7 separate regions of the Mus musculus genome follow, and regions 2, 3, 4, 5, 6 and 7 are each linked to region 1. Evidence: chromatin contacts called from public ChIA-PET, HiChIP or PLAC-seq and promoter capture Hi-C data. All regions are on one chromosome and are shown on one strand. Each heading gives the region's core, a stretch centred on a gene start, on an enhancer-like site or on the middle of the called end of the contact. The rest is flanking DNA. Distances are from core to core; before and after follow the strand shown. Region 1 holds the start of Slc35a5 (solute carrier family 35, member A5). Region 2 holds the start of Usf3 (upstream transcription factor family member 3). Region 3 overlaps Usf3 (upstream transcription factor family member 3). Region 4 overlaps Sidt1 (SID1 transmembrane family, member 1). Region 5 overlaps Sidt1 (SID1 transmembrane family, member 1). Region 6 holds the start of Plcxd2 (phosphatidylinositol-specific phospholipase C, X domain containing 2). Region 7 holds the start of Spice1 (spindle and centriole associated protein 1).

Region 1 (4,351 bases), core at 835-3,334:
CTTTAACCTCAGAACTTGGGAGGCAGAGGAAGGTGGATCTCTAAGAATTCAAGGTTAGTCTGAGCTACACAGTGCGGTCCAAACCAACTAAGTCTACACAGTGTGTGTGTGTGTGTGTGTGTGTGTGTGTGTGTGTGTGTGTGTGTGTGTGTGTGTGTGTGTATGTATTTTTGATTCCTCGAGAACTATTCTACAAGTTCAACAAAATGCAAGTGCTATACAAGATAGCCATGTTATATTTAATTGAGAAGTGTTTTGCTCATCTCTCCCTCAGACTAAAAGTTAAATTGATGGTACATTATTAAAACACTGTGAATCTACACAGATACAATATTCTGGAAGTATAACATACAAAAGAAGCATTTGATGTCAATGTAGAAATTATTTTCCAATTCTTAAGTAAAAGAGTAAATCTTAACTAAAATGACTGTCACTGTATACATATAAAAGAAACATTCGCAATTGTTCCAGATTCTTCAAACTTGATCCAAAAATGTATTTTTTTCAAAAGTATTTTATTTTATTTTACTTTATTTTTTGGTATTTTTCGAGACAGGGTTTCTCTGTGTAGCACTGGCTGTCCTGGAACTCACTCTGTAGACCAGGCTGGCCTTGAACTCAGAAATCCGCCTGCCTCTACCTCTCAAGTGCTGGGATTAAAGGTGTGCAACCCCAACGCCTGGCCCAAAAGTATTTTGGTAATAATTATTGGAAAGCATTCCCCCCTTGCCAAGGAAAGATCGAACAGCCTACTCTGCCCATCAGCAGATTTCACCCCTGCACTAAGATTGGTAAAATTCTAACTGAAAGCTAAGTACAGAACAAAAACTACGCAAAATTATCTGTTTCTCTTTTACTGCTTGCTTTTTACAAAGCAAAATCAAGTTACCGTATGTAGCCTAGAAGGTGTAAGAAAGCTCTGAATGAAGCCCTGAAATTTTACTTTTGAAAGCAAGTAATCCAATCTGTGCTAACAGCTAACCTATCACAACTTTCACCTAAAAATGTCAATAGTGTTTCCAATCTATACAATATACAATCGGCTGTGCTGAACTGTTGCTGTAGGATCACTCAAGTCCAAGATTAATAATCACTTACGGCTACCTTAAAGGCTTGAGAAACGTCAAGTTTCGCTCTAGTTCGGCTCAGAGTTACTAACATGTCACAGTTTACTATGTTCCTCTGAAACCTAAGCAAGTTGGGAATTAGATCACCCGAAAAGCAAAACTTCCTATGAAACTTGGAAGGAAACGTGGCATGCTGTTTAGCCACCAAGCTGTCATCTTTTCAAAGGTTAACCCAGTCTACCTATTTAAAAGACTATGGATGTCAGAACGTTCGTACCTCTGCTCCGCACCACCTAGCCGTGCACTCCAAGGCGGCACTGATCAGTGGAGACAGCAGGCACCCAGTTTCACTCTAGTGGAAGCGGGGAAGCCAGCAAGCCTTGGGACTGGCCCAGGAGCCCAAGGCAAGAGGCAGCACCCGGCCGCGCGACTCGCCCCTCCACCTTCTACACCCCGTCCACGCTGGGGACCGGGACTTGGGCAACCAGGGCAGAGCAAGCCAGACCCTCCCCGCTTACCTTGAGGACCGGGGTCAGGTACTCGGCCACTTCCAGAGCCTTTCCCTTCACCGTGTTGATCACATTCTGCATCCTGGGGCTGGAGCAGCGATAGGGCACGGAGGGACTGTCGCAATCCGGGCCACAGGGGAGTCAAAAACTGCCCCGGACGTGCCCGACTGGCATCGAACCTCGCAGCGGCACCGGCCCGGCCGGGGGGGAGGGGCGGCGACACGCGGAGGCCCGGCCCAGCTGTCACCTGGCCGCCACCGCAGAGGGCCCAAGCCGGCTGAGCGAGAGGCGGGTGCGCGCGCAGCCCCCGGCCTTCTCCAAGCTGTCTCTCTTCCCCGGAGCTCCACTGAACACCCCTTCCGGCTTCCCCTTCCTCTTCTCACACTCTCCCAACAGCCCCGCCGCCACCTAAGGCCTCACGTGACTCGACTCTCCCAGGACACGTGACAAAAGGAGGCCCGCGGGGGCGGGACCGGCCGGCCTCTGCTCCCTCCGGCCCGCCCCCCGGAAGCGCTGGAATGAGCGCGCCTGCGCAATGGCCGCTCAGGCTGCTCTTCCCTAGCGGGCGGCTCTTAGCTTTGTATTCCAGCCCTGGAAGGCAGCGTGAGAAGGGTTGATTTTTATTGTTTTTTGTTTGTTTTTGTTTTTGTTTTTTGTTTTTTGTCGCCTTTGCTCCCGGCTCATAGTTTCCCCACCAATGGGCCTTCAAAACCTACTGCTGCTACTACGAACTTAGGCAGTCACTATGTCGGCTCTATGATGTCCGTTCTTGCACTAGAACCTTCCCTGAGCGACTGAGGTAACCGCGCCCTCGCGGGCTGAGTGTTGTGGCTCGAGCGTGTTAAGGGGCTTGGGAGCCGCCCGCGATTCCTATTGCGCATGTGTGGGAGGGTTTCCCTGACAGTGAGGGAAACCTGGTGGAGGTGGGAGGAGTGCTGACCCATTGGCCTTCTGTCCATTGGCTTGTGCCCACCTGCTCTCTGATTTGGGCCTGTGTCTGCGGCCCTTGACGGCTCTATGTTCCCATCCTACCTGTGCGCGTTGGGCAAGTATTTACCCTGCCTGGAGTTTCGTGACCATCTGTCGTGAAAGACCGACCAGTTAGGCTCACTGACCCAAGATGAGCCTTCTGGTCCCATCCTGGTTCACTTAAGAGTCATTAGCTGTGATTCAACTATTTGCACTGAGGTCGCTTCTGTAAAAGAATCGTTCCCAGTGAGCTCTTTTTCTGCTCTGAAAGGAAAGGCCATTCCAAAATTCATTCCTTGTGGACCAAAGTTAATACGAATAAACTGCTTTTCTGCAGTCCCAAACTGTCAGTTACACATTTCCTAACTTATTTCCAATCTGGCCATCCCCTCTCTGTCTTGAGACTTGCCTCTCCTATCAGATGTTGGCAGTATGGTTTGTTTCCTTTAAGTCCTCTCTGTTGTCCTCGGCTGTCTTCCGTCTGCTGTAGTTGTGGCCAGACTTCTACAGGTTTCCTTTTCTATTCTTCACAGTCTTCAGTCTTTGCATTGTGTTTAATCCTTAGGTCTGCCGACGGGGCTGCTCATGAAAGTGATCTTCTTAAGGCAATTAAAAACCCGTGGAATGGAAAGAAAATGCTCCAGGCGCCCTGGGTTAGGCCCACCAACGCTGTACACATTCCTGCTAGGCATTATATTCATTACTCTAAGTTCAAGTCGAATCTTACTGGTAAAATACTCTGCCAATGAAGGTGAGTTAAAATGGAAATGTGTATGGGGTGCTTTTAATCATTTGCCTGGTGTTCTTATGAATAAATTATACGTGATGCCTTTTAAAGTACTATGCTTTGTGTCCATGATAAAGTGTATTGAAAATTTAAACTTTAACCTTGTGTGTTCCTTGGCAACATTTTTTTAACCCTGGATGAAATTTGGATCATTTAAGTGCAAGGTAAAGCACAGTGTATCTAACATCTGATTATACCCAGATGCCCAACAAGTGTTTCTGGATTTCTAGTAAAACATACAACTATAGCTTATTTGGAAATACAATATATTTGTTTAGTTATCTAGTTGGGCTCCTACTTGTGAATGTAAGTCTCGACTTCAGTTAATATCATGCCCTAGGCTCTGTTTTAATAGCATATTAGTTTCTTTCCTCATTGCTCTGACAAAATACTTGCCCAAAGCAGGTTAAGGAAAGGGTTTCTTTGTGCTCACTATCTGAGCGTAGGGTTCACCAAGCAAAGAGGTCATGGTAGCGGAAGCTCTCGTAGCAGTTATTCACATGGCACCCACAGGCATCAAGCAAGAAGAGAGAGTATGCTTGGGGCAGAAGAGATACCCCAGAAGCAAAGAACACTGGCTGGTTTTCTCGAGTCTGTAGGTTCAGTTCCCAGCATCCACATGGCAACTCAAAACTGACGATAGCTATAATCCCAGAAAGTTGAAATGTACTCCCCAGATCTGCTAAATACACTTCATCCACTGTAGTCTTCTGCCACCTAACTAGAATTCTACCATCCATTGACATATTACAGGAAAAATATTTTCAATTTTTTTTAAAAAGTCACACCCAGCTCATTTTCACTTTCTTATTTAGTCTAAGATATTAGCCCAGGAAATGCTGTTCCCCAAAGGTAAGGTGGTTCTTCCTACCTCAAGCTAATTTACATAGTCCCTTACAGGCATGCTCAGAGGCTAATCTAATTGAGATAATTCCTCACTAGACCAGAGGCCTAGTCACAGTCATAGAGTTCATAGTGCATACAGACGATATCCTTAAGAGCTTGGTTTATTAGAAGAG
Region 2 (4,351 bases), core at 1,368-3,867, 990 kb after region 1:
GTAAATGAAGACAATATCTAATAAAAAAAATCAAACTTGAAACTATATAAGAACCACCAACAAAAATAGACTCATCTGGGTGGTGGTGGCACACACCTTTAATCCCAGCACTTGGAAGGCAGAGGCAGATGGATCTTTGAGATCAAGGCTAGCCTGGTCTACCCATGGAATTCCAGGGCAGCCAAAGATACACAGAGAAACTCTGTCTCGAAAAACAAAACAAAACAAAACAAAACAAAATTTGTTGTTGGCTTGGTAAGATGGCTCACCAAGTACTTGCTGCCAAGCCTGCCAAGTTGAGTCCAATCCCACACAGCAGAAAACTGTCTCTCAAGTTGTCCTCTGACCCCGCATCTATATACTGCAAATGCAGACCCACCCCCCCTCTCAATAATGTAATTTTTAAAATCTAAAACTATTCTTGGTGTGAGGTATGAGGGCACACATCTGTAATTCCAGCACTTGGGAGATAAAAGCCTGAGGATCGCTACAAATTCAAAGTCAGCCTAGGAGCAACGAGAGATCCTTTATCACACACACACACACACACACACACACTCACGGTATATGTGCACTTACATACCAAAGATTTCATATTTAAGGGATCTGTCACTACAATTACTTGATATAGAGGAGAAACACCCAAGTTAGCAACAGCAGGGATCTAAATTGCATTATCTGAGTGGGGTCCAAAGGTTCACATGGAAGGTTGTGGGGCAAAAGTTGAATACACAACTTAAGGCTTGCCAAGGAAAACCCTGGAATACAAGCAGAACAGCCTGGACATTGTACCAAGCTTAAGGTAATTTTCAGCCCTGGCTGCTGAGCAGAATAGCCTGGAGAGTTTTAAGAGGTATACCACAGCCTGCCTCCCTCCAGATCAAAGGTAAAGTCTGGGAAGGTGACTGTAACAAACAATCCAGTTAAGAAACCATTGGGCTTGACCACAGGAAGGAACAGCGTGAGATAACATTAAGACCTGGCTTTACTGCCAGGGGTTCCAAGCTTGCTATCTGTGGAAGCTTCTCTTCTAGCTGGAGTTAAACAGTGCGTGCATGTGCATGTGCAAGTGTGTGTGCGCGCGCACATGTGTGTGTTTCATACAAAACTAGCTCACTGTAAAATCTTTTTTAAAAAAACTTCTGTGATGTTCTATAGACGACTAGGGTAGAAAATAACTATTCTAGGTGGCCCTTACCACACTGAATGGAAATGCTTTTGTATCAAAAGAGTTCTACATTTCATCAATGCACAGACTACTACAATCACCAAACTACTAAAGCTAATCTATACAAAAGTCATAATGTTTAGACTACTGCCCAACCTTTTGACATTGTGACACAAACTTGTCTTTACAAGGTTCACTCTCTGGAACCATACAATGAAATTAAGAAAGGAAAAAAAGAAACCCTCAAGGGATTGGATATGTTTTCAATTTTGGGTTGGACCACTTTTATGTTCATTCTGGGTCACAAGTGGCTGTTGGCCTTTGGCATGCTTCTTGATACAGCTTTCATTCACAACTCTTGGCTTCTCAATGAATCTTCCTCAGTTTGCAACAAATACGTTGTGTATTTCCCAAGCAAATGGAAACATAGTATCCATACAGCAAGTCAAGTGTTCTGAGGGAAAGGAAAAGGTCACCGAGGAAACTGTCGGCCCTGCAAAGAGCAGATCTGACTGGCCATGGGGAAAAGCTACTGCAGGGTCCACTTACTCATCAAAGTTTCCTTTAAGACTCTGCCACTGTTACCCATAAAGTCGGCCAGACCTATCATGTTTGTTAATTCACTCAACTTAGTGGTAAAATGTTATCTGAACATTAGTTGGTTTTGGCAGTTAGTTTTTTGTGGTCTCTTATCTACAGATGAGGTCAATAAAAGCAAAAAAGACCCCACAGAGAGAAGAGAACTCTATCCCCAAAATGCCCAACCTCAGCCAAGCGTCCAGAAACCTCATGCTTGTTCAGGAAATTTGAAATCGGACAAGAATGCCATTCGCATGGACCAGTGCTATTCAGAAGCAAAAAGATGGGCTTCTAAAAAGAAAACGTCAGCCTAACTCTCCGACACAGAGGTGAAAGTTACAAAAGCAAGCAGCGAGTTTGACGAGTGGATCAGAAGGAAAGTCAGAAGACAAGTAAAGAGATGGAAGGGATGGCAAAAGGTGAAGGAGGCTAGCAAAGGCCACCCGGTGGGGACCTGGCTGCCCAGCTCTTTATGCACCCAGGACAGCATGGGGCCTCTGTCCGCCGGCGCGCACCGGGAGCAGGGCGAGCTCCCTCAGGCCTGGCACCCAGGGTGCGAGCATGCCGGAGTGAAGAGAGCGATCGCCCCGGGATAGGTGGGGAGTTCTGGGGACCCCAGGAACGAGGGGCACTCAGCCTAGCCCTCACCTCCCGCGGCTAGGAGGGGGTGGGTGGAGCTGAGCCCGGGGCCGCCCCCCGGAGCCGCCCCCGCAGCCGCGGTCCCGGCTGTCAGCGCCCCCTCCCGCGGCCACTCACCCGCCGGTGACGCGCTCCGGGCCACGGCGGCGGCGACCCCCGCCTGGGTCATGGTCCCAGGAGCGGAAGGCAGCGGTGTCTGGCCGTCTAGGCGAGCCTCTGGGTCCGCGGCCGCCCCCTGCTTCTGCGGGGCTGGGGGAGCGCGGGCCCGGGCCCTCCTCTCCCCCCGCCCCCGCCGCCTCTCCTCGCGGCCACCGCCGCCGCAGCGAGCCCGAGCCCTCGAGGCCGGAGACCCGGCGGCAGCACGGCCTCAACTTTCCCAGCCCCCCTCCCCCCGCCCCTCCCGCCCCTCCCGCGGCCGCCGCTCGGCACGCGCACAGCCTAGCCTGGATGCGCCTCGCTCCCGCCCCGACCAACCGGCCGGCCAATCCGGTGCTGGGGAGGCTGCCACCGTGGCCAGTCAGAAGCCGGGATTCCGCTGCGCTAGGCTGGAGGGCGGGAGGAGAAGGAGGGAAAAGCTAGGAGGGAACAGGCCTCGGGCGGCCCAATGACCAAGGCCGGGGGGCGGAGGTGTGCAAGTTGGGTTGAAAGAACAGGAAATATTCTTAAAGGTAGAGTGACAGGCAGAAAGGAAAGCCAGTAGGTGGATGAGAAAGAGGTGGGCCTGGTTCCTTAAAGGGGACGCTTTGAGAAGCTAGGAAAAAAAAAAAAAAAAAGAGGTTTTTAAGAAACTTCCTCGCACCCTGTTCTGTATTATGCTTATGGCAGCTTTCAATGCAAGCGTAGAAATGAAAAAAACTGAAGAGGAGGAGAGTGGCAAAAGATAGACAAGTACCTTTAGCCTGGAGGGTTAGAAGGTGGTAAATGAAGGTGGAAAATCCAGTCCTATGTGACTTCCCTCAGTGCACTATCTTTGGATATTGGAGACTGCAGGAATTCGTATACGGTGGACTCTTGACGTCCTTTATTTGCACGAAGCCCGTTTTCAGAAAGGTTCTGCAGTCCCCTGCTAAGGAAGTGAGTGCGTGGCTTTGGGGGATGGGATTGGAACCTTAAATTTAGGCTACTAGACACCCTTATTTAGGACCGGAGACCTCAGCGTCCTCTAAAGTGCCTTTGGAGCTCTTGAACTATCCAGCTATCTTTTTCTAGTTTTGTTTCATTTCACAAGCCCGCCTCCCCGAGACAGGTGTCTGATTCTCCACCTAGTGGTGGTGAAAGATTTATGAGCTTTTCACAACCAGATATAGCCAATTGGACTGGAACGCAGGGCATAATAGAAATACTACTTGAACCTATGTACAGTAGAAACAGACCTTGCATTGAGAAAAAGGTTAACAGTAACCCCGTTTTATGTTTCCTCCGCACTTTGAAAATCTGTGATAAAATAGGCCCTTACTGTTACTTCAAATTTGGTGCTAATAGGCAGTTTGATTTCTTTTTCACTTCCTTGTCCCATCTGGGCCAGGCCAGTGAGTTTTTTTGTTGTTGTTGCTGTTTTTCGAGACAGGGTTCTCTGTGTAGCCCTGGCTGTCCTGGAACTCACTTTGTAGACCAGGCTGGCCTTGAACTCAGAAATCCGCCTGCCTCTGCTTCCCAAGTGCTGGGATTAAAGGCTTGCACCACCACCCACCGCCCAGCTTGCTAGTGAGTTTTAATTAACTTTTGAATACGTTTGTCATTCCCTAGTCCCTAGCAGCAGAGACCTTAGGATCAGATCTGTAATAGTAATACTAATAATACATCCATGAATCTATAATGTTAATATATGTCCAGCTACACGAAATCATTTCGATGTCAGTATAAATATAAGGTTTTATGGGTAACACATATCAAATCCGGGCTACACGTAACTTCCTGAACTATAATAAATTAATTCTAATTTAAAATAAAAAAAAAATTTGGCCA
Region 3 (4,351 bases), core at 1,186-3,685, 960 kb after region 1:
AGAAAGGACAAAGACAGGTAATAGGAAGAGAACTGAAAAACATTTTTCAGTTTTCACAGCCATAAAAACAAATGTTATAAAACTGTATTTATTACATTGACTTACTGATACCCAGAAATCCCACACTTAGAATAGAATCAAGCACTATCTGAACTTTCAATTTCATTGTAGACTGCTGGGGGAAGCTGCAGCAGAATCAGTGGAGGGGAGCAGCTGTGCGGTGTAGCTCTGCGATTCCTGATTCTGTCAAGGCAGATGCGGTGGGAAGAGCATGCAGGGTGCAGACTGCATCCGAGCCATCTTCCCACCTGTGGACTCAGGTTATCCAACGCTTACATTTACTTAACATTTCTACTAAGGACATTGACTTTCCCTTTTTGCATAATTACCCAACGCATTAGCTTTCACTAATAGCTATTTGGTAAGAGAAGAGAATATAGTACTTTTAACCTTACTAAAGGCAGTGGCTTGGGCTGGAGAGACCATTCAGTGGTTGGAGGCACTGCCTTTTCTTCCAGAGGTCCTGAGTGGACCACATGGTGGCTGGCTCACAACCTTCTGTAATAGGGACCTGATGCCCTCTTCTGGTGTGTCTGAGGACAGTGACAGTGTACTCACATACATGAAATAGACAAATCTTAAAAAAAGGAAAAAAAAAAAAAGCAGTGGCCACACAATTCTAGGCAGATATTGCTTAAATGCTGGAAACTCAGAAGAGGGCCTATAAGAAAATGAAAGTAATGCTATTTATATTTTCACTAATGGATTATAATGTTACAAATTAAATACAATCTAAATGTTTCAAGAGCTACAAAAGGAATACAGGATGCCAGGGAAAATGTCCTTAGAAAGCAAACATGTGACATAGATTTGATATAATGTTTTAACTACTGTTGATCACTCTTACTTCTCAGGCTTCAGAGAGAATAAAGCCAGGTAAATTCTTGCTATGTGAATCTTTCAGTAAAGCTATTTGTACAAGCCACACACATTGGAACTAATTCTGCTTCTTACCTGCCTACGTGATATTATTTGGGGCTGTGGATACACACCTGTGCTGCTTTTTCGTAGGCGTCTCATGCTCTGTCATTTCTGGCATGGTGAGAGTGATAGGACTCTACAAAGGGATAAAAAGACAGATATACTCCAAGATGTTTAGCTCTTCTAAAGTTCAGAGAAATCAAATGGCAATTCTATTTCAATACCAAAAAACAAAACAAACAAAAAACCCACAGAAACATACTTTACTGGATGTTGTAGATGAAAGGAGATCTAAGGAAATAGAACGCAAGTTGGAGATCCCAACACTAGGAGGGCAGAGCCAGGAGGATCATGAGTTGGGGCCAGCCTGGGAGGCCTGGCAGGTGCCAGACTAGCATGAGCTTCAGAGTAAGCTGCCGCTGGTAAAGCACTTGGCCAGCATGAAGGAAGAGAACACACTGCCCGATCCTCTCCAGAAACGGCAAAGGCCAAACACTAGTCTAAGTAGCAGATGCAAAGCACAGTTAGGCTTCCTTCAATTTCCAAGTGTCACAAGTCTCAGTTATCCATGGAGACTCCCTAAAGTGTGAGTGTGAAAAATATATGAAGACCATGAATTTTCCTCTTTCTTCCTTCCTTCTTTTTCCTCTTGGCCCTCTCTCTTTTCAGACAGTCTCATTATGTAGTCCAGGATGGCCTCAAACTTGTAATCCCCCTGCCTCAGCTTCCTGAATGTTGGGATTATGGCATACACCACTACCTGGTTAGAAACTGATGTCCTATAGGGCAATCTACAGGTAAATGGGAAAAGCCTGGAGACAGGAGAGTTAACACACGCGCACAGTTGTACAAGGTCAGCAGTCCTACTGGGGATTCCCTTCTCCTCGCTGACTTTCCATAGTTTGAAAGGGAAAATGTTCCCGAGACACACTGAACCTTCCAAAAGAGGCCACCAAGGTAGCGTACCTGTTGGGCTACAAGGGAAAGATAGAAATGCAACACTCCCCATGACCCCTCTTCTGGGAAGGGGGAGGAAGGGAGGTAGTAAGTATAGAAGTAAACTCAGAAACCATGGGTTTAAAACCTGGCTGTACCCCTTCCTAGCTGTTCACTTGTGGGCAGACTCTTGGAACTTTAGTTCTACATAACTGGGCTGCTTTGAGAAGGGAGCGAAAGAATGTCAGGAAGGCACAACGCACACATGCACGCACGCATGCATGCACGCGGTGCCTGGAAGCAACAAGGGCCTAGGAAATGCTCTATTTCACAATAAGCCCCAGCCCTAGAAAGGAGGAGGGCAGAAGGAGGGAAGGCAGACAAGAAGCTGACAGGAAACACTGACTGATACGGCCTTGGAGAACATGGAGTCACAACTCATTTCCAGGCCTAGCAAGATGGCTTAGCAGGTGAAAGTGTCTGCTACCAAGCCTGACAATCCGAGTTCCATGCCGAGACTCACACAGAAAGAGGAACCGACTCCTGCCGAGTTGTTTCTAAATGCCACACACGTCATGCATGGGGTGTGCACACCACAATTAAAAAAAAAAAAAAAGTCTTACAATGTTTTTCAAAAACAACTCACTTCTGCAGCCTGTTCCTGTTCCACCTTTCCTTCTAGCTGGTGAAGCTGCCTAAGGCCGAGAGAAGCCCTGCAGTGGATGAGCACGGAACTGTAATGTGGGGACAAGCCAGCAAGCAAGCACACAAATGACCCATCTCCCTTCTCACCCAGGGGCTTGCAGAGTTTCTTCACTTTAGATTCCTGGCTTCCAACACCTCCTCTTTCTGATTCAAATCTATCATCTTCTGCCAGAAGATGGTCTCTATAGGTTATGTTTTCTTCTTACTACAAAAAAGAAAAACCAATGAGTGTTTATAGCCACCAAGTATCCATGAGATGAAGCTGGCAACTGATAGCATGCAGGCAAGTTTTAGTGGCAAGAAGAATATCCCTGGTCATTCCCCACCACTGGAGAGCAAGTGAATGCAGTTACTCTCAAAACACCCTTCTCCAGTGGGTAAACCATAAGGGGGGGGCGGTCTTACAGGCAAGGGACAGCATGTATACAGGTTCTTTTAATTCTGTACGCTCATGGTCCCTTGGGCCCTCACTACCCATGGATTTCTAAAGACCTCCATGTTATGTCTAATATTAAGACCCACCGTCAATTCGAAAATTATCTTTCCTTCCATTTCCCATTTCCCTTACTTAAATTTTATTTCTTCTTCACATGTGTATATACATTGTGTGGTGCATGGTTACAAGTGTGTGGGCACATGTGAGTATATGTGAGAATGCGCACACACGAGGAGCTCCAAGGGTGATGCCCTCTGCTTTATCCTTTTAGTGGCAATGACTCTCAATGGGACTCAGAGTTTCCTGTCAATATGGCCAGTCTCCATAGGCACCCTGTCTCCACAGTCCGAGCCACCATGCCCACCTGGTATGTGTGGGTTTTGGGGATTCTAACTCTGGTCCTCTTGCTCCCTTAGGAAGGTAGGCTAAAGACCTGTGAACAGAGGAGGGGACATAAGACACACTTCACAGCTCTGTGCCAGACCTACAAGTGAGGAAGAGCAGGGGGTCTAGAATTCTAAGTCTTCCTAGGAGATGCCCCTTTCTCCTTTCTTCTCTTTCTTTCTGCTCAGAAAGTCTGAGAACCTTAGTTCTATTTTAGGATAATGTTTCCCAAGCATAGATAATAAGAATTACCTCATTGTGCTTTCTGTCTGTGGATTTCATGTCTATGAGTCCACAGGTGAGAGAGAACATGTGGGATTTATGTTTCTGATTCTAGGTTACCTTACTTAAAATGTTTTTTAGTTCCATTCATTTCCTGCACATTTCCTAACTTAATTTTTCTTTACAACTGAATAAAATTCTATGTTGTGTGAGTGTGTACATTTGTTCATCTGTTGATGGACTTCCAGGCTGGTTTTATATCTGTGCTATTTTGAAGAGAGCAACAACAAACACGGATGGGCAAGTGTCTCTAAAACAGCGGATATCATCCTTTGTGTATATTCTCAAGAACTATATATATAGTTAGATTTTTTTCTTGTGTGTTTCTGTGTGTGCACATGCATGCACTCCTATGTGTGCAGTTTATGTGTATGTGTGGTGTATACATGTGAGTGTGTAGTGCAGCCACTGTGGAGGCCACAGAGCTTTCTCTATTGCTTTCCATTCTATTGCCCGCTTTCAAAGCTTTCTATCTTGCCATCTCACTCTAGCTAAGGCTATATTAAGTAAAAGTAAAGAAAGTAGACATCCTTTCGCTGTTCCTTATTATAATAAAAATGCTATTCAAGGGTGTGTAAACTATTGTAGCCACAATGGAAATTAATAGGGAGGCTTCTCAAAAAAACC
Region 4 (4,351 bases), core at 1,268-3,767, 920 kb after region 1:
AGAGCAGTCAGTGCTTTCAACCACTGAGCCATCTCACAGCTCTAACTAATAATCTTAAATGTAAGCAAATGTGGTCTATCCCAAGTGTTCACTTATCCCCAACAGTGCTGTTTATACTCATGAAAAAAACTAAAGGATTCTGGGAAAACAATTTTACTCAGAAAGGAAAGATGGCTCTTCACATCTTATAAGAACTTTGTGAACCCACTAGAAGTGAATATAATAAATTAAAAGTTTTATCATTCATTAAGTTGTATAATTGTCACTCAGCATCTAAAGACATTTCAATTACCAGAGGACCACGTGTACACGGTGGTCCTAAAAGATGATGTGGCCAAACAACATGGTGGCCATCTTGACTTGTGTAAATGCATTCTAGATGTTCACACAATACCACACCCACCTGCTGTGCATTTCTCAGAATGTAGCCCTGCCATGAAACAATGCAGGCCTATATTTAAAAGTGTGTTATCAGTGAACGCCCCAGCAGTGGTTAAGGATCCACTCGTGGTACCCCCTTTTACCTTCTGCTAACACTCTATCCGCATCCACAGTGCCTTCTTTGGATTGATCTACCGGCCCAGGGACTTTGCCTCCTACATGCTGGGCATCTTCATCTGCAACCTGCTGCTGTACTTGGCTTTCTACATCATCATGAAGGTGAGCACTCGTGCGCGAGGAGCTGGCCGCACCAGGGGCCTGCCGGCAGCTGAGGCTCCAGCTTCAGTGGTTTCCATCTCTCCACAGCTTCGAAGCTCTGAGAAAGTCCTCCCGCTACCAGTCTTCTGCATCGCGGCCACTGCCGTGGTGTGGGCTGCGGCACTGTACTTCTTCTTCCAGAACCTCAGCAGCTGGGAGGTAAGAGCCCTGCTCCTTCCTTCCTCCCTTCCTCCCTTCCTCCCTTCCTCTCCCTCTTCTTCTCCCTCTCCGTCTCCCTCTCGTCTTCTTATCCTTCTCCTCCTCCTTCTCCTTCTTTCTCTCTCTCTTCTTCTCCTCCTTCCCCTCCACTTCCTCTTCCTCCTCCTCCTTCTCCTCCACTTCCTCTTCCTCCTCTTCTTCCTTTCTCCTCTTTCTCCTCTTTCTCCTCTTTCTCCTCTTCCTCTTTCTCCTCCTCTTCTTCTTCCTCTTTCTCCTCCTCCTCCTCCTTCTCTTCTTCTTCTTCTTCTTCTTCTTCTTCTTCTTCTTCTTCTTCTTCTTCTTCTTCCTCTCTCTCTCTCTCTCTCTCTCTCTCTCTCTCTCTCTCTCGCTCTCTCTCTCTCGGCAGTTCTTGCTTCATCATGCCTTTTGTACCTTCCTCCCTCTCTTGCTCTTTTGCTTCTTATGTTTCCCCATTATCTAAATTCACAGCTTCTTCAGAAGAGAGAAGGTTTAATGAGCACACTTAGTCAGCAAGTGACCTTACTGAGGTCATGCTACATCAACTTGAAAGCCCTGTAGATGCCACAAACATCTTCTTCACTGTCTCCTACAGTCTGTTTGCAGAAGATATTTAACACTTGATTACCATATTGTCACGGTCTCTCTCATCATAGTCGTCATCCATCAAATGCAGGGGTGGAGCAGGGCAGAGCAGGGCAGGGTTCTATGTCTGTCTTGTAGGCAGGAAAGCTGATGTCTCATAAAACCAGTGCTGTGTCTGAAGCACATGCGTGAAGTCTCAACTCTACCACAGCATCAGCACATCTGATTTTAGAACAGTTGTATGACCCCAGAAAGAAAACTAGTGAGCAGCCATTTTGTTTCTTCTTGAAGTAGTAGCACTTGCCAGCCATTACCCCGCCTTCTATGGCTATAGAGTGGTCAGTCTGGGCATTTCCTAAAGCAGTGGTCCCCAAGCTTCCTAATGCTGCGACCTTTTAACACAGTTCCTCATGATGTGGTGAGCCCTGACCATAAAATTATCTTGTTGCTTCTTCATAACTGTAATTTTGCTAGTTATGAATTATGATATCCATAGCTGATATGAAAGATCTGATGTATGACCCCACCCCCAGCCCCAAAGGAGTCCTGACTAACAAGTTGAGGACCACTCTCCCAGAGGTAGACCCACATACCATGTGCCCCTGAGCCTGGTTTTATCCATGCAGAGTACAGTGTAACAGTGTCTAGGTCCTCCATGGAGTGGCCCTGCATCAACATGTCCTCTAATTACTGAAAAGTCTTGCCCTGCGGGACACAGTACAGTACGTGTAACCAGTCCGTTCATCTCTTGATGGACATTTGAGTTATCTCCATTCTGGAACTATTATACACATTGTTATAATAAACGTTGCTTTGAGCTACTGTATGCACAATCCTTGAAAGCTGACTTTCTGGGCGCTTAGTAGGATTTTTGTAGCTTCCTCAAAACCAAACCCTGAAATACTCAAACCATGGGATTCTTGCCTATATCTGTCGCACTTTCCCCACAGGGGACCCCTGCAGAATCCCGGGAGAAGAACCGTGAGTGTGTCCTGCTGGATTTCTTTGATGACCATGACATCTGGCACTTCCTCTCTGCGACTGCCCTGTTTTTCTCATTCCTGGTGAGTCAGCTGGGTCTCCCCCTGTCTTAAGTCTCACAGTTCCCTTCTGCTCCTCGAACCTTTATTCCTTCTGGTTATTTCCTGCAGTTCTTCATTGCAAGTCAATGCACTCACCATCTCGTGGTTTTGGTTTTTTGTTTTGTTTTGTTTTGTTTTACTGTAACCTTGTGTGATATCATAACTTTCATTTTCCTCTACTTTTCAATGTTTGGACACACAGAGTGACCAAACTCTTTTCCTTAAGTTGCACAGTGCCCTTGGATGGAGTTGGTTATTGGATTTAAATGCTCAGAATTCCCCCAGGAACCACTTAGGGCACTCACTAATTCATCCGTGGACTTCCTCCTTTTCATAATAGACTCTCTTCCTTCCCTTCCTCCAGTCGTCTCACTATGGATTTTGTGAAGATTAAGTTCCCAGAGAAGCCACCTAATGAGCATGTTCCAAATCTAGGGTCCCTGTAGTTTGCTGTGCCCCTTCCCAGTATCCATGAGTAGACATGCTTCTAGAAGATGACCACCGTCAGCATTTAGTCCTCCCCCTCCCCCTAATTAAATGTCTGTGGTGCCTGAACACAGGCTGGGGTGATAACTGGGTTGTCACTGCAAGATGGCTTCAAGCCCTCTGAGGCCAACCATGCAATCACACAAAAGCAGAGCATGGCTTCCCTCTAGTGGCCAGTGTGGAAAGTTCAGCCAATCTCTCTGACCCTTGGACTTTTCCCATAGGGGGACAAAAGATAACAAAATGGAGCTAGTGGTTCTGTGTAGGGTGGGAATTGAAGTGCTCTCTCCCTCTCCCTCTCCCTCTCCCTCTCCCTCTCCCTCTCCCTCTCCCTCTCCCTCTCCCTCTCCCTCTCCCTCTCCCTCTCCCTCTCCCTCTCCCTCTCCCTCTCCCTCTTCCTCCCTTCCCCTTCCCTCCCTACCTCCTACTTCCCCTTCTCCCTTACTTCCTTTTTATTTTAATTTTTTCTTTACATAAATTACATCCCAACTGCAGTTTCCCCTTCCCCCACTCCTCCCAGTCCATCCTTCCTCCCTCCTCCTCCCCTAGATCCACTCCTCCTCTATCCCCACCCCCACCCCCCAAAAAAGAGCATGCTTCCCAGGGATGTTACCTGGACAAGGAATAATAAGTTACATAAAAATAGGCACAAACCTTCATATCAAGGCTGAACTATGTGACACAGTAGGAGGAAAGGCGTCCCAAGCACACAAAAGAGTCAGAGACACCCAAACCCTTGTTAGTGGCCCTACAAGAACCATATATGGGCCGGGCGCAGTGGTGGCGCACGCCTTTAATCCCAGCGCTCGAGAGGCAGAGGCAGGCGGATTTCTGAGTTCGAGGCCAGCCTGGTCTACAAAGTGAGTTCCAGGACACAGCCAGAGCTATAAAGAGAAACCCTGTCTCGGAAAACAAAAAACAACAAAAGAAGAACCATATATGGAAGACCTAGCTCATACCCGTACAGGGTCTGTCTGTGATTGTTGATAACCTCTGGGAGCTCCTATGATCCCTGCTTAGTTGATCCTGTGGGTTGTATTCTAAAATTCTTCCTCCCTCTCTTCTTGTACAGCGATTGCTATACTTCATTTCCCTTAGTCACCATCCAGGACACTTACCCAAGTATTTTACCATCCTCTGGCCTGAGCTCCCAACCTTCACAGATACAATTGTGAAATAGACTGTGTTCTATCTCATGTGCCTTCTTCCTGTTTAAGATCCTTTCACGGATGTTCTCTTCCCATCTCCAACCCTCTCACTCCAGGTGCTGTTGACCCTGGATGATGACCTGGATGTGGTCCGGAGAGACCAGATCCCTGTCT
Region 5 (4,351 bases), core at 636-3,135, 880 kb after region 1:
TGAGATGGCTGTGGACATCAGGAGAAAGGTCAAGTCTTTCCCAGTGGAGAAGGAAGGCTGTTCCATTGCATTTATGTCACTTGGTACTGCCGAAGTGCACCCAAGCAAAGGCCAGTCTGAGAGCCTTCACCACAGGGACAGCTGACACGTTAGATGTTGGCTCTTCCTCCAGTTCTTCTACATCAGTCAGAGCGGACTCTGTAGAAGACATTGTATAATACAACTGTTCAGAATGGAGGGTGAGAGTCTAGTATCTGATCCATTGTGTTCTGTGTCTTGTTTGTTTGTGTTATTGTTTTGGGTTTTTTGTTGTTGTTGTTGTTGGTTTTTGTTTTTTTGTTTTTGTTTTTGCTTTGGTTTTTGTTTTTTAACCAGAAAATGAAAACCAGACCTGGAATCTACAACGATCAAAGAACCTGAAAGTGACCATTGTCCCATCCATCAAAGGTTGGTTTTGGCTTTGGAGTGTGGTGGAGAGAGTCCTGTGTGGGGAGCTCTATCGTGTCATTAAATGCTAATGTCTCCCTCTCAAGGGGAGCCATCATAAAAATACTCAAGTGTATTTAATGTACAGATAGGATCAGATCTTCTTGAAGAGAAACAAGCTAGCGTGCCTGTTGGTGGTGGAGTGCTTGCCTAACTTGTATGAGGCCCAACAGCCCAGAAAGATGGGGGTGGAGGGAATAAGGAAGGAGAACTAGAGAGAAGGAAAGGGGAAGAGAAAGAAGAAGTGGGGGAAAGAGAAATAATGGAAAAGAGAGATAGAGGCAAGGAGAGGAGGGAGGGGACTCAACTCTAGAGTTGTAGATAGTGATCTTTTCAGGTCGTCACTACAAAGCTACTTGTGGGTAGCATCCCAGTGGCCTCCCACAGTGCTCAGCTCCAGTGACATATTATTGGGATTTAAGAATGGATGTGATGGAAGCTGATCGATCTTATAAGCGGTGCTGTCCCCAACACAGTCCTCCTATTTCCAAGGACAAGCTGACCAAAGCTGTTTCTCTCTCCTCAGAATCTGTATATGTGAAATCTAGTCTTTTCAGCATATTCGTTTTCTTGTCCTTCTACTTGGGATGCCTGCTCGTTGTGCTTGTCCATCATGTGAGGTAGGTGCACAGGTTCTTCCTCCCCTTTGCCTCTCTGTGTGGTGTTCAGAGCATGGGCTTTGGAGCACACTGACTGGCCCACTAAGTGTGGTCTTGGGCAAACTGCTTTTTCTTCTGTACTTGGACTGCAGGTTTTTCTTATGTGGAGTGAAAGAACGTTTGGCTCACTTGCAGATCTGAAGTCAATGTCCCACATAGCATGCTGGTAGAGTTTTCACTGTGAAAACACAACAGTGAGGTGACTTGTCTGAGTTTGTACCTGAGAATCCTCTCTGTAGATCCCACAGACTGAAGGGAACCGCCAGCTCTTTCCAGCACGGAGTCTGAAAACAAACTGAAGCATTCTGTCGAAAAGTTAATCGAATGCTTAAAATAAATCTTGAGGTATAGTCCGTAGCTGGAGCGATGTGCTTTGATACATATTACCAGGTGCACCAATCTCCCAATAAAATATTCCTTCAGGGAAAAGGGAGGCTACCCCCCCCCCACACACACACGGTTTTAAACATAAGTAAATAAATAACATTTTATAACACTCTCTGCTTCTCTCTGCGGGGCTGAGCTTTGAGAATTCTGGTTTTGTTATGCTTTCTGAGAAACAACTACAAAAGGCTGACGGGAGGCTTACAGTAAACAAATAGAGTTTCCCCCTCTCATCTTAAACAGGAGACAAAGTGTACAAAGACAACAGAGAGCTCTGAGACTGTAAGCCACACACCAACTCTGAGCAGCACTCTTGGCTGCTTCCTTGGCATAACAAAGGCCCATCTCTCAGTCCAGGAAACAACTCTTTTTCCGCACTCTTATAAAAGTTGCCTCCAACCTGCTCCCCACCTGGGGTGTGCCTGTAATCCCAGCACTCAGGATGGGGGAGGGGGGAGATTAGCAAATTTAGAGTCTACAGGAACTAATTACATAGAGAGTTCAGGGCCAGCCTGAGCTACAGAATGGAAAGCTTGTCCCAGAAGGCCAAGGCCTGGGGATATGACTCCGTGGGAAGTGCTTCCCTAGTGAGTGTAAGTCTTGGGTCTGAGCTTCAGCACAACTAAAAAAATAAATAAGAACCGGATCCACCACTTTCCAAGCCTGGGTGGATTGAAGCAACAAACTAATTGGGAAATATGCATTGTAGGCCATTTGGAAAAATGGAAATATATGAAGACATAAAAATCTCAGAGGAAAGATCTAAATAACCACAAATATATATCCAGTGAACCCAACAAATTTAGAACAACAGCTCCCCATCAGTAAGATGTTGCCAGCAACATGGACATTCAAATGAGTATATCTCCCCCATAGCGGGCCAAAAGCTCACTGATAAACACAGAGGAAGTGCCGGGATTGAAAAATCATTTGCAAACATCACAGCTAACATTGGCTCAGGTTAAGAATGGTCAGTAGAGCAAGGTCTGTACTCACAGCTACTTCAGAGGCTGATCAAAGGGATTGAAAGTTCAAGGCCTACCTGTGCTACAGAGTGAGTCTTAGCCTGGGCAGCCCTGCCTCCAGATTTCAAAAGAAGTCTCCAGGCAGTGGTTGCACATGCCTTTAATCCCAGCACTTGGGAGGCAGAAGCAGACCGATCTCTGTGAGTCCGAGGCCAGCCTGGTTGACAGAGCAAGTTCCAGGACAGCCCGGGCTACACAGAGAAACCCCATCTCCAAGAAGGGAAAAGAAGTCTGTGGCTAAATCTCAGTGATAGACCAGTTTTCTAGCATGGGCCAGACCCTAAATTTAATGCAAAGAAAAATAATCACCCATGACTGCTAAGTTGAGGAGGGGGATTCTGACAAGGAACAGGGTACAGTGGTTGTGTGGCCTGACAGTGTAGCTTCATAAATTACTAAGTCAAGAGAGAAAAATAATAAATATGCAGCGGAGAAACAAAACACACTGATCCGTTGATGAGAATAAATACCACTGGGGGAAGGTGAGCAGAGTGTGCCTCCAGACATGACAGCACCCCGAGGGAGGTCCAGCCTCACTCCCTATAGCTCCCACAAATGTGTATTTCGAAACTAACTATGGGGAAGCATCAGACACGAAATTTGCCATAAAGGGGACAAAAGGATTCAGTTACAGGAGATGTTAAGTGTGCAAATGAAGACAGTGGATCTTGCATTAAAAGAAAACCAGTATGTCATAAAAGACAGTTTTTAGGCCTTTTGGAATTAGAAGACACACAGTCGATGAAAGAGTCTGAAATCCTAGCTATGCTGGGTGAGAAGGAAGACAATCTCTAGTTCAAGGTCAGCCTGGGCTACAGAGTGATTCAAGTCCAGCCTGGGCAACTTAGGGCCTGCCTCAGAACAGAAAGTAAACAGTGGCTGAGATAGCTCAGGGACAGAGCACTTGCCTAGCGTGTATGACCCCCAGCAGCACATTAAGTAAATGTGTATGCAAGCATTACATTTGAAGAATTTGACTTGTTTCACTCTGTAGAAATAATGAAGGTAAAATCTCAGCCGGGCGTGGTGGCGCACGCCTTTAATCCCAGCGCTCGAGAGGCAGAGGCAGGAGGATTTCTGAGTTCGAGGCCAGCATGGTCTACAAAGTGAGTTCCAGGACAGCCAGGGCTACACAGAGAAACCCTGTCTCGAAAAAACCAAAAAAAAAAAAAAAAAAAAAAAAAAAAATCTCTAACAACCTCAAATGACGTTCAAATGGCACAAGAAAAAGTTTACATACATTTAGATGAGTACATTGCTATGAACTAACATACGTGTAGATGAGCATGTGCTGTAAATTAGCATACATGTAGACACCCAGGTGCTATAAATTAACATATATGTAGATGAGTATGAGCTATACATTTGGGAAAGAGCCGAGGAACAGAGCTAAAGCCAGGCTTATTGGTGTAGATGCTGGGGTGACAGAAACAAGAAGCGTGTGAGTTCCTGGAAGTCTAGGCTACTGGGCAAGATCCATTCTGAGAAGAAAGGAAAAAAGAAGAAAAAAGACAGGGAGACAGACAGACAAGGATGCTGACAAGTGGATCAAGGTAAAGGATGTATCAAGAAATGTTCTACATTCTGTTTTTCTATTCATCCTTGAAACATCTCTGTAAATTGAAAATTATTTTAAATTGCAAGGTGAAGAACAGAACTTATGTGGTGGTGCCCCAGCTCAGCACTCAGGACTAGGAGCTAGGAGCACAGGAAGTCCAGAGCCATTCATCCTCGGCTACATAGTGAGTTGGAGGCTTAATTAGTTACACAAACATCCTGACTTAAAAAAAAAATGTT
Region 6 (4,351 bases), core at 1,034-3,533, 850 kb before region 1:
TAAAATTCACTGTTATGAGGAACATTTTGATGAAAAGGAGCAAGCTGACAAAGGAAAAAAAAAGACATAATGTATGGTTCTAGCATTAACGGGGCACCAGGAAGTAAAATGAAGCTGAGCCCTGTGTTCAGGAAGATAAACATATTAAGTGGGTGGTGACTTTGGGGCAAGACCCCATCCAGCTAAGTTTGTTGTTTATCCATTTAGTGTTGAGGAAGGAATAGCTATAGCATGTTAGGCTTTTTATTACTTTGTTATTTTTTTCCTTTGGACTTTTAATCTGGAATGAAACCACAGTCTAGAAAGGGGAAACAAAGGCTTTTTACGGAGAACTTGACCAGCATCACTGAGGTGAAATCTTCTAGGAAGTGTTTTCTGAAAACACACAGCTCTGGTTTTTGGTCTTGCTTTGGTCCAGTATTCACTCATTGTAATGTTTTGGGATGGTAATATACATCCCGTGATGTTGAAAGCATGTGATCTGCCTTTTGACTTTGATTTTGTAGGAAATTACAGTTAAATGATTGGATGAATCACAGAAGAGTCTTTGAGCTTGGGACTTTTAACATTGTTGAGACTGCTGTAGATTATGGGGACTTTTGAAGTTGAACTCAATGTATTTTTCATTATACTCTGGCCAGCTGTAGCCCCCATAGACTCATGTGTTTTAACAAGCCTATGGGAGCCAGAAAGTAGAATGTGGTCTTTTGAATATGGTTGGCCCAGGGAATGACACTATTAGGAGGTGTGGCCTTGTTGGAGTAGGAGTGACCTTGATAGAGGAAGTGTGTCACTATGGGGGTGGGGTTTGCCAGTCTTCACCTGTGTTTTGCCTTTGGAACAACATGTAGAACCCTCAGCTCTTCCAGGGCCTGCCATGCTTCCTGCTATGAGGATAATGGACTGAACCTCAGAACCAGTAATCCAACCCCAGTTAAATGTCTTTTATGAGAGTTGCCTTGGACTTGGTGTCTTTTTACAGCAACGGAAACCCTAACTAAGACAGGTAGCCTGGGATACAGGGGTAAAATGGAGGTCATCTGGTGATTAAACGACAGCTGCCCTAGGGTTTTATACATAAACTCCAGGAGTTTTAAGAGTTCTGGCCACTGTTCTCTTTTCCCCTAAGGCCCTCCTGAGTCTCTAGGGTCCTTCTTGCTATAAAAGGCTACCTTAATTTAAAATTTTTTAAATAAAATTATCTGTTTGCCAAAATAGTATTTTTTTATTATTTATTTTATTTTATTTTTATTTTTTGCAAAGTATGCAGGTCAGATCTTGGAGGTGGCTCAGTGAGTAAAGGTGCTTACTGCCAAACTTGACGATCTGAGCCCCGGGGACGGTCTCAAGGAAGGAGAGAACTGGAGTAATCTGTCCTCTGAACTGCACACATGCATGTTCTCACAGAAAAACGCATACAAGAAATATATAAATCTAACTACAAATTTTAACTAACAATATCGGATTATAAAACTCTGTACTACATTTGAATACTATTTGAAGTGGGAACAGTTCAGGAAGCAGAGAAGTGGGTCTGTGTTCTACAGACCGAGTTAGGGAACCTCATTTCAAAATGAACTTTGCACAGACTGCCACCACGTGACCTGCCTCAGGCTGTTTCATCCATTCGAGGAAGTGTATCAGCAACTCTGAGTCTTGTGGTAATGCTGTGAGGAGCAGGTGAGACAAATAATTCAAAAGGTTTCAAACAACAGCAACAGGAACCCAAAGCACCATTATCTCCTCCTCTGTGAAACGGAAATAATGGCACTGGCCAGTTTCAGCGGACTGTGCAGGAGAACTGTCAGTTTGCATTGTTTCAAACACAAACCTGCTTTGATGCTGCCATCTAAATAGGAGCCGCAGCAGCACCTTTCTCTGGCCTCTCTAGCTCTCCTGTTTCTGCTGCTACGGTGGTTTGAAAAAAAAAAAAAAAAAAAGTAGCGCGTTTCTGGGTAATTTTCACCGCAGTGAGAGTAAGGCCGAGGGAGAGAGGAGAAACCTTTGAGGTCGCGTCAGAGATCTACAAGAAAAAGATCAATCTGAGGACAGCCGGCCACGGTGCACATCTCCCCTTCCGGAGCAGCAGGCCGCAGCCCGACCTGTCCACTCGCTACCCCGCTGGAGTGGAGAGGGGAGGAGCTAAGAAGCAGGGGAGGCGTGGGAGCGCGATGTAGGGGCGGGCCCTCAGAGCGTTGTCCAATCAGAGAGAATCCCGCCAACGACCAATCACAGCTCGCCTAGTCTGGCAAATCTGCCCGGCAGTGCGGGGCGGGGCCGCCAGAGTCCCGGGGCTGCCGGTTACTCTTCTGAGAGCCCTTCAGAAAAGCACAGGGCAGTGGGCAGAGAAGCCAGGGGGCGGGGGTGCAGGCAGGCCCAGCCTGTGTACCAGCCCGGGGAAACCCACGGAAGCACCCATGAACAAGAGATGGTGCAACCCGGGTGCGCACGTGTGTGCAGCCCGCTGGCACGTCTCTATGCCCTGTGGGCACCTGTCGTGTGAGTAGCTCCGGGTGTGGCTGTTCCTGGATGTTGTGGGTTTCAGGAAGGTTTGTATCTTCGGGCCTGCCTCCCCCGTCTCCAGAGGGGAACTAAGAAGTTTAACTGACCAGGGACTGAGGAGATTAAAGGAGTGGATCTCAGTGGCAAGGCGAAGAGGGTGGGGACTGCGGGAGCAGCAGGCAGGGGAGCACCTATTTGACCCATCTCCCAGCTAGAAAAGGATCTTGAAAAGACTGGCGTGACCCATGTGCTCTGAAATGTTTAGAGAGCCCCGAGCGGTGATGACCACAGAGTGAGTGGCACTAGACTGAGCCTGTCTAAATCGTGGACGACAGGGATGCTTGCATTTAGAAAGGCCAGAAGGAAACTCAGGATGGGTACCATCTGCTCTCCCAATCCCAGCGGGACAAAGACAGCCTCGGAGGTCTGCAATGCCGACTGGATGGCCTCGCTCCCCGCTCACCTCCACAACGTCCCCCTTTCCAATCTGGCAATCCCAGGTATTCGTCTATAACTACTTGTTCGCACTGTGTTTAATGCTGCCATTTTAGTGTTTGCTAGTGGGTTGGTTGTTTTCTGTTGTGTTGAAAAACAATTGTCAGTGATCTCTTTTTATTTCCAAATTAAAAAAAAAAAAAAAAAACTTAACAGGAAGGTAGCTGCTGTAAAGAGAGTCAGTCAAGCCGACTGCATCACTGGCAAAAGGGACAGTTGAGAGAATGGAATCACTGCGCTGTTGTTTTGTTGTTTTTATTTTGTTTACACCATACGGCCTCAGTCTAAGAATGTTAACCATCTTGATGCAGAGGCCTGGGTATGTGAAAGGCTCGCTGACTTGAATCATTTAAGGGAAAGGGGGAGAGATCAAGAATAATGGGTAGAAAGTCCTTAACAATCTTAGCTCTGGGTCAACATTGAAGCTGAAAAGAATATTTTTCTCATTTATCTGACCTTTCTTGAAAACAAAAATCAGATAAGTGTTAGAAAATAGGTTCAGATTCTAGGCTGGGCATCAAGGCACATAGTTTTGTTGTTGGAAATGCCAGAAATAGAGGATGCAGTCTGTCCTCACAGGCAGTCATTAGGTGTGATGAAGTGACGGTGTTTGAAGCTTTGTCTATATATACACAGGTGTCTGCCTAGCTGATGTAGAACTGGAGCCTTGAGAAGCACCTCTGTTCTTGCTGCATTCCTCTGCCAGAGGCTTCAAAGCTTGACAGTGCTCTCGGGCAATTGGTTGATCTTTCCACTGAAAGGCTTGCTAAAACATAGTTATCTTGGGCAGGATGTTTAGACCACACTGAGCTCAGGTTGGTGAGGTGGGTGAAATCCTACAATGCTGGTACTTAAGAAGCACTCAGGGAGCAAGCGGTGGACCAGTTCTTTCTCTTGCTTGGGGACATAGCAATTAAAGTTTAGACTCTCAGACAAGCCCACATGCATTCCCTGGACCTACTTGCTTTTCTCTTCTGCCTTAAAAGATGACCTCAAGACACCTCCATCTGCTTTCTATGCATGGGACAGAGAGGTTTGGGGTTTTTTGTTGTTGTTGTTGTTTTGGGTTTTGGGAGGTTTTTGTTTTGGTTTGTTTTTGTTTGCCTTGCTCACCTCTCTTGGAGCTCTTCCAGGTTCACTGTCCTCATGGGCCCTAACTGCTGTTAAACAAGAGAAAGATTGAAAGATTTTGTTACAGCTACAAGTCCCTTCTGTCTTACTGGCCCTTAACTACAGTTCCTGGGGAAATGCCAGATGGCCATGCTTCAGAACATGTCTCCTCCATGTTTAATTGATGCCTATGGAGTCACTGCCAAACGATGCATGGGACACTTCTAACATGAGTCATTTGCCT
Region 7 (4,351 bases), core at 814-3,313, 810 kb after region 1:
TGGACTCTTTCCTTGGAAAACGTAGCCAAGGGCCCTCATCTCGGTCTATCCCTGTCCTGTCCTCCTCTTACACGTGTCCCTTCACCCAATACTGGGGAACCCTACCACACCCCCACGCACTGGATGTGAGCAATGGCAGTAAACTGCAAATGAGTCTAGTCATATGCCAACTTCCACTGAGCTTGCTTTCTGGACCATCGTGAGGTCCAACAGCCCCCTTAGTGATTCTCAGAAACCTCTCAGCAAAGCTATTCCTATACCGGGCACACAGACACATAACTAAAGGACCATAACTAGACAGTTTCTAATGAATGTTTCCTAACTGTCCCTAAAACATCAAGCGTCCTTTGCTGTGCATTCACTGCCCTTCCATACACCTCAGAGTATAGTAAGATGCAGCTCGTTTGGCACAGCCCTCCCAATCCTCTAGATCTAGATACCTAACTGTTTGACTCAGTTACTAAACTTAGAGAATTGCCATCCTTCTTGTTGCTCTGGCTTAAGCGTAAGCATCGCCTCTGGTTCCTAACTGTCTCTTTGTCTGCTATGTAACACAATCTATAAATCCTTCCTTGAAATATCCCGCCCATCTGTCCGTTCTTTTCCATTTCTACTAGGAACAATTCTGAACAGCCTGTTATTAATTTTCCTGTAAGGTTTTCTTCCCATTCATCCATCCACTCCACGTTATCAAGTAACTTTCAACGTGCTTGCTAGGCACCAAATAAAACAAAACAGAGAAGTAGCCTGTGCCCTCTCAGAGGTACGTTTCTCAAAAGATCATAACTAAACAACTTCTTACAAAAGGCAAGCCTGAAAGTTAATTCTTTGTGTCAAGGAAGTTCCTAATCTTCAATACACATGAAGAAAAGCTGCCTCCTCTCCTTAATTCCCTCCACAAAGTCGGGCTGAAAATAAAGAGTAAATAAAAGAAAATCAGAATGCTGGGCAGTGGTGGCCCAAGCCTTAAATCTCAGCACTTGGGAGGCTGGGGCAAGCAGATTTCTGAGTTCGAGGACAACCTGGTCGACAGAGTGAACTCCAGGACAGCCAGGGCTACACAGGGAAACCCTGTCTTGAAAAAAACAAAAAAAGAAAGGGGGATGGGGGGAGAAAATCAGAAAGAAAATGTTCTCTGCAAGTGGGTGTGTGTGTGTGTGTGTGTGTGTGTGTGTGTGTGTGTGTGTGGAACATTTACAGAATTTGTTTCAGTCTGAACAATAACAGTCTAAAAGCTAACTGAGGGCCCCTGCAATTTGAGGGCTATACAAAAGACCACTGGAAGCCCTTGCCTGCTCTTAAGGAGGGATGGTGGAATTCTACCAGATTTACCTTAACTAGTATGAAAACAAACTGGGGGACAACCAGAACACTGTCCCTGCCATCAATCTTACCCGGATACAGGGATACAGGGATCTCAACGTTTTACTCCCTCGTAAGATTTTAATGGAGCCCACTGTAGAGAAAAATCCAACTTCAAGAGCTGCTCTTCGTGCGGCCCCAGTTTTCCCTCCCACCCATACTGAGACCCAGCTGTGACCTTCACAAGCAGTGCCATGCACTGTCTGGAACAATTTCCTATTTTTGACTCCCAAGCTCAAGCCTGTCCCAAACTTTCAAACGGCCCCTTCCTTAGAAACCCTCACCTAAACGCTCAACTTAAAGGACGCGCCCTGTCCCAACACCCGATACTCTGCCACTCCCTAGCGGGACAGTAAACAACTGCATCACCCGCCGGCCTCGGGATTTCTCCCGCCAGCAGGGTGCGGGAACGCGGCGCGCGTGCGCGGGGCCCGCTGTCCCGCGGGGGATCCAGGCGCTCCCCGGAACCGCACTCTCAGGCTCTGCGAGGCGAGCGGCCGGCCCTGGGGTGCGCACGCCCACCCGGGCGCCGAGACCCAGGCGGAGACGCCGGCCGCTTCTCCTCGCCCTATGCCCCCGCTTCACCCCAACCTGCCTTGCCGCTGGCCGACTGTGCCTCCGCCCCGACTAAAAGTTCAGCCTCCAGAACCACAGAGCCCGCCACGGGGGAACGCGGAAAGTGGCTTCCGGGCCGTTGCCTGGGTTACCAGAGCTCCGCCCCCACGCCTTTGCGTACATCCGGCGAGCTCCTCCGAGGCGACCCAGAGGCGGTACTGGCGTGGGGCTCTGCAGTTCTCACCCAAAGGGCCAAATGGCGCGCCTGTCATAAGCCTCTAGAAGTCTCCAAAAGAAACTTGCACACCAACCTCCACATACCGCACTTCCTTGCCTTAACTTTTGATCGTTTGCTTAGAAATATGTCTTGCTACCTCCCAGTGGAGCCAAACGCGCTAGGTTCACCGGGAACTAAAACTGACCCTGCTCTCAGCAAGTTTACAACCCCATAGCAGCAAGCTATTGACGACCGAAATGTATAAGGTGAAAACTGTATACATGCTAAGAAGGAACTGTACAAACTAGATAGTGACCTTATGGGAATATTTCAATATCGCAGGAAAGCTGAAATGAAAGGAGGAGTAGATTATTTAAAAAGAAAGAGCATTTCTACAGAGGGAATTGCCTGTGCAAGGATGTACGTCAAACTGCAATGGAGGAATAGAAGTTGAGAAAACTTGGTGATTGTGCTTGGGTGGAGGCAGGATGTGCATAACTTCATAAATCATGTTAAGGACTTTACAATGAATGTCTTACCCTTGATAAGTTCCTTGGAAACCCCTGACCTTCAATTGTTAAGGGGAAAGCTACACACGGATCAACAGGTGTATATTCAGTGTCATCCAGGTGCAATGAACTGCCTTCTGAGACTTTCCACTCTGATCCAATGTGGACGTGTTGTCTATGTAATCGTCATCACCCCTTCCTCTCCAACTTGCTGTAGTCACTTGCCAAGTAACCAGCACTGGCTCTCCTAAGTGCTTGTCCATGCTGACTCATGCCCCCCAACTTTAGGTAAGCCCCTACCTAAAGTTGATGGAGCATCCTGTTAGGTCTCTGCTCCGTTAATTCTCTCACTCCCCTAGATAACAGTAGTATACTTTCTTATTTATCTCCTCTAACCTCATGCCAGTCTATGGACTTGCTTCTCATTTCGTTTTTAACACTGAATTAATTTCAGAAAACTTAAATCCGCTTCCATCACTGTTTCTGCCTTCTATCAACATATTTACCCACAGAGTTCATCTTTTCCTTCAACTTCCAAAACCCAATGAAACATGTGTGCGCATGCACACACACAAGAAAACTACAAAGTACATAATAATCAAATCAATCAAAACTAGTGATAAAGAAAAAAAATCTAAAAACATATGTGCACAAGAACATAAAAAGGGTATATAACAATTTCTCTTTAGAAACAAACTAGACAGTAGGACAATAATATATGTTGTTCCACTTGCTTCCTTGTTTTATTCTTTTCCATATATATATATATATATATATATATATATATATATATATATATCTTGTTTATTTTATGTATTTCATACCTATTAAAATGCATTTTCTTTAGAAAAATAATTAGCAAACTGATTCTGAAATTCTTGTGAAAGACCTACAATAGCCAAAATCAAAAGAACAAAATTTGATTTCTAAACATGACTGATTTTAAAACTTATTATGAAGATTATAGCAATCATAATGTCATGATATGGATCGACAGTTATACTGTCTGGGTTTGTGTGTCAACTTGACTCAAGCTGGAGTTATCACAGAGAAAGGAGCCTCCTTTGAGGAAATGTCTCCATGAGATCCAGCTGTAAGGCATTTTCTCAGTTAGTGATCAAGGGTGGGAGGGCCCGTTGTGGGTGGTGCCATCCCTGGGCTGGTAGTCTTGGGTTCTATAAGAAAGCAAGGTGAGCTAGCCAGGGGAGGCAAGCCAGTAGCATCTCTCCATGGCCTCTGCATCAGCTCCTGCTTCCTGATCCAGTCCTAACTTCCTTTGATGATGAACAGCAATGTGGAAGTGTGAGCTTAATAAACCCTTTCCTCCCCAACTTGCTTCTTGGCCATGATGCAGGAATACAAACCCTGACTAAGAAAACAGTCATTCAAATATATCAATGAAGTAAAGCAAAACTCAAAGTAAACTCATACAAGTGTAGAAAACTAATGTTTCATAAAGGTAGTTTAGTGGAGAAATGGTAGCTTTAAAAAATGAATCTTAGCTGGGCGTGGTGGCACACGCCTTTAATCCCAGCACTCGGGAGGCAGAGGCAGGCAGATTTCTGAGTTCGAGGCCGGCCTAGTCTACAAAGTGAGTTCCAGGACAGCCAGGGCTATACAGAGAAACCCTGTCTCGAAAAACCAAAAAAAAAAAAAAAAAAAAAAAAAAAAAGAATCTTGCTGGAATAGTTATATTTCCATATGCAAA

Evidence for each region. Promoter capture Hi-C pulls out the DNA fragments that hold promoters and counts their contacts. ChIA-PET counts read pairs in DNA pulled down with a chosen protein or histone mark. HiChIP or PLAC-seq counts read pairs in DNA pulled down with a chosen protein or histone mark. Capture Hi-C pulls out chosen DNA fragments and counts their contacts.
Region 2: a contact with region 1 is called in a promoter capture Hi-C map of liver, with 8 times the contacts expected there. The contact joins the promoter of Usf3 here to the promoter of Slc35a5 in region 1. A contact is called at or near these places in 14 of 39 promoter capture datasets (the 3T3-L1 cell line, 3T3-L1-derived adipocytes, the C10 cell line and 9 more), 3 of 484 Hi-C or Micro-C datasets (B cells, the C10 cell line and double positive thymocytes), 6 of 115 datasets of contacts at active chromatin or transcription factors (astrocytes, bone marrow-derived macrophages, extraembryonic endoderm stem cells and 3 more) and 2 of 9 other capture datasets (adipose tissue and liver).
Region 3: a contact with region 1 is called in a promoter capture Hi-C map of hematopoietic stem and progenitor cells, with 4 times the contacts expected there. The contact joins the enhancer-like site here to the promoter of Slc35a5 in region 1. A contact is called at or near these places in 3 of 39 promoter capture datasets (hematopoietic stem and progenitor cells, liver and pre-B cells), 2 of 115 datasets of contacts at active chromatin or transcription factors (bone marrow-derived macrophages and embryonic midbrain) and 1 of 9 other capture datasets (liver).
Region 4: a promoter capture Hi-C map of pre-B cells shows a contact between it and region 1, with 4 times the contacts expected there. The contact joins the enhancer-like site here to the promoter of Slc35a5 in region 1. A contact is called at or near these places in 3 of 39 promoter capture datasets (cranial neural crest, pre-B cells and second pharyngeal arch cranial neural crest), 2 of 115 datasets of contacts at active chromatin or transcription factors (bone marrow-derived macrophages and large pre-B cells) and 1 of 9 other capture datasets (adipose tissue).
Region 5: a contact with region 1 is called in an H3K27ac HiChIP or PLAC-seq map of differentiating embryonic stem cells, with 5 times the contacts expected there. The contact joins the enhancer-like site here to the promoter of Slc35a5 in region 1. A contact is called at or near these places in 1 of 39 promoter capture datasets (pre-B cells) and 2 of 115 datasets of contacts at active chromatin or transcription factors (differentiating embryonic stem cells and embryonic forebrain).
Region 6: a contact with region 1 is called in an RNA polymerase II ChIA-PET map of memory CD8 T cells, with 14 read pairs. The contact joins the promoter of Plcxd2 here to the promoter of Slc35a5 in region 1. A contact is called at or near these places in 2 of 39 promoter capture datasets (hippocampal neurons and pre-B cells), 3 of 484 Hi-C or Micro-C datasets (B cells, embryonic stem cells and muscle stem cells), 1 of 115 datasets of contacts at active chromatin or transcription factors (memory CD8 T cells) and 2 of 9 other capture datasets (adipose tissue and liver).
Region 7: a promoter capture Hi-C map of adipose tissue shows a contact between it and region 1, with 2.3 times the contacts expected there. The contact joins the promoter of Spice1 here to the promoter of Slc35a5 in region 1. A contact is called at or near these places in 6 of 39 promoter capture datasets (the 3T3-L1 cell line, the C10 cell line, erythroid cells and 3 more), 5 of 484 Hi-C or Micro-C datasets (CD4 T cells, embryonic stem cells, erythroblasts and 2 more), 2 of 115 datasets of contacts at active chromatin or transcription factors (bone marrow-derived macrophages and microglia) and 2 of 9 other capture datasets (adipose tissue and liver).

The regions. Positions count from the first base shown.
Region 1 is chr16:45,156,406-45,160,756 of GRCm38.p6, reverse strand. It overlaps Slc35a5 (solute carrier family 35, member A5), which reads left to right and starts at 2,084. Exons shown (of 7, transcript NM_028756.4): 1 at 2,084-2,375; 2 at 3,111-3,296. The coding sequence starts at 3,131. Atg3 (autophagy related 3) reads right to left here and starts at 1,928. Exons shown (of 12, transcript NM_026402.3): 1 at 1,586-1,928. The coding sequence starts at 1,657.
Region 2 is chr16:44,171,663-44,176,013 of GRCm38.p6, reverse strand. Usf3 (upstream transcription factor family member 3) reads right to left here and starts at 2,617. Exons shown (of 8, transcript NM_001029889.2): 1 at 2,504-2,617.
Region 3 is chr16:44,197,380-44,201,730 of GRCm38.p6, reverse strand. It overlaps Usf3 (upstream transcription factor family member 3), which reads right to left. Exons shown (of 8, transcript NM_001029889.2): 2 at 2,710-2,827; 3 at 2,564-2,612; 4 at 1,053-1,117. The coding sequence starts at 1,099. Among named protein-coding and RNA genes, the nearest start is that of Usf3, 26 kb to the right of the region's middle. Within about 2 kb of position 2,435, at least 65 of the 459 cell types and tissues checked have an H3K27ac peak or open chromatin away from gene starts, as enhancers often do. A contact at or near this core is called in bone marrow-derived macrophages and hematopoietic stem and progenitor cells, where this site is marked.
Region 4 is chr16:44,241,642-44,245,992 of GRCm38.p6, reverse strand. It overlaps Sidt1 (SID1 transmembrane family, member 1), which reads left to right. Exons shown (of 25, transcript NM_198034.3): 22 at 555-660; 23 at 748-858; 24 at 2,412-2,525; 25 at 4,294-4,351. Among named protein-coding and RNA genes, the nearest start is that of Usf3, 70 kb to the right of the region's middle. Within about 2 kb of position 2,517, at least 19 of the 459 cell types and tissues checked have an H3K27ac peak or open chromatin away from gene starts, as enhancers often do. A contact at or near this core is called in adipose tissue, bone marrow-derived macrophages and pre-B cells, where this site is marked.
Region 5 is chr16:44,278,550-44,282,900 of GRCm38.p6, reverse strand. It overlaps Sidt1 (SID1 transmembrane family, member 1), which reads left to right. Exons shown (of 25, transcript NM_198034.3): 8 at 376-447; 9 at 1,013-1,106. Among named protein-coding and RNA genes, the nearest start is that of Sidt1, 52 kb to the left of the region's middle. Within about 2 kb of position 1,885, at least 10 of the 459 cell types and tissues checked have an H3K27ac peak or open chromatin away from gene starts, as enhancers often do. A contact at or near this core is called in differentiating embryonic stem cells, where this site is marked.
Region 6 is chr16:46,008,345-46,012,695 of GRCm38.p6, reverse strand. Plcxd2 (phosphatidylinositol-specific phospholipase C, X domain containing 2) reads left to right here and starts at 2,283. Exons shown (of 4, transcript NM_001134480.1): 1 at 2,283-3,002. The coding sequence starts at 2,840.
Region 7 is chr16:44,345,113-44,349,463 of GRCm38.p6, reverse strand. Spice1 (spindle and centriole associated protein 1) reads right to left here and starts at 2,063. Exons shown (of 18, transcript NM_144550.4): 1 at 1,958-2,063.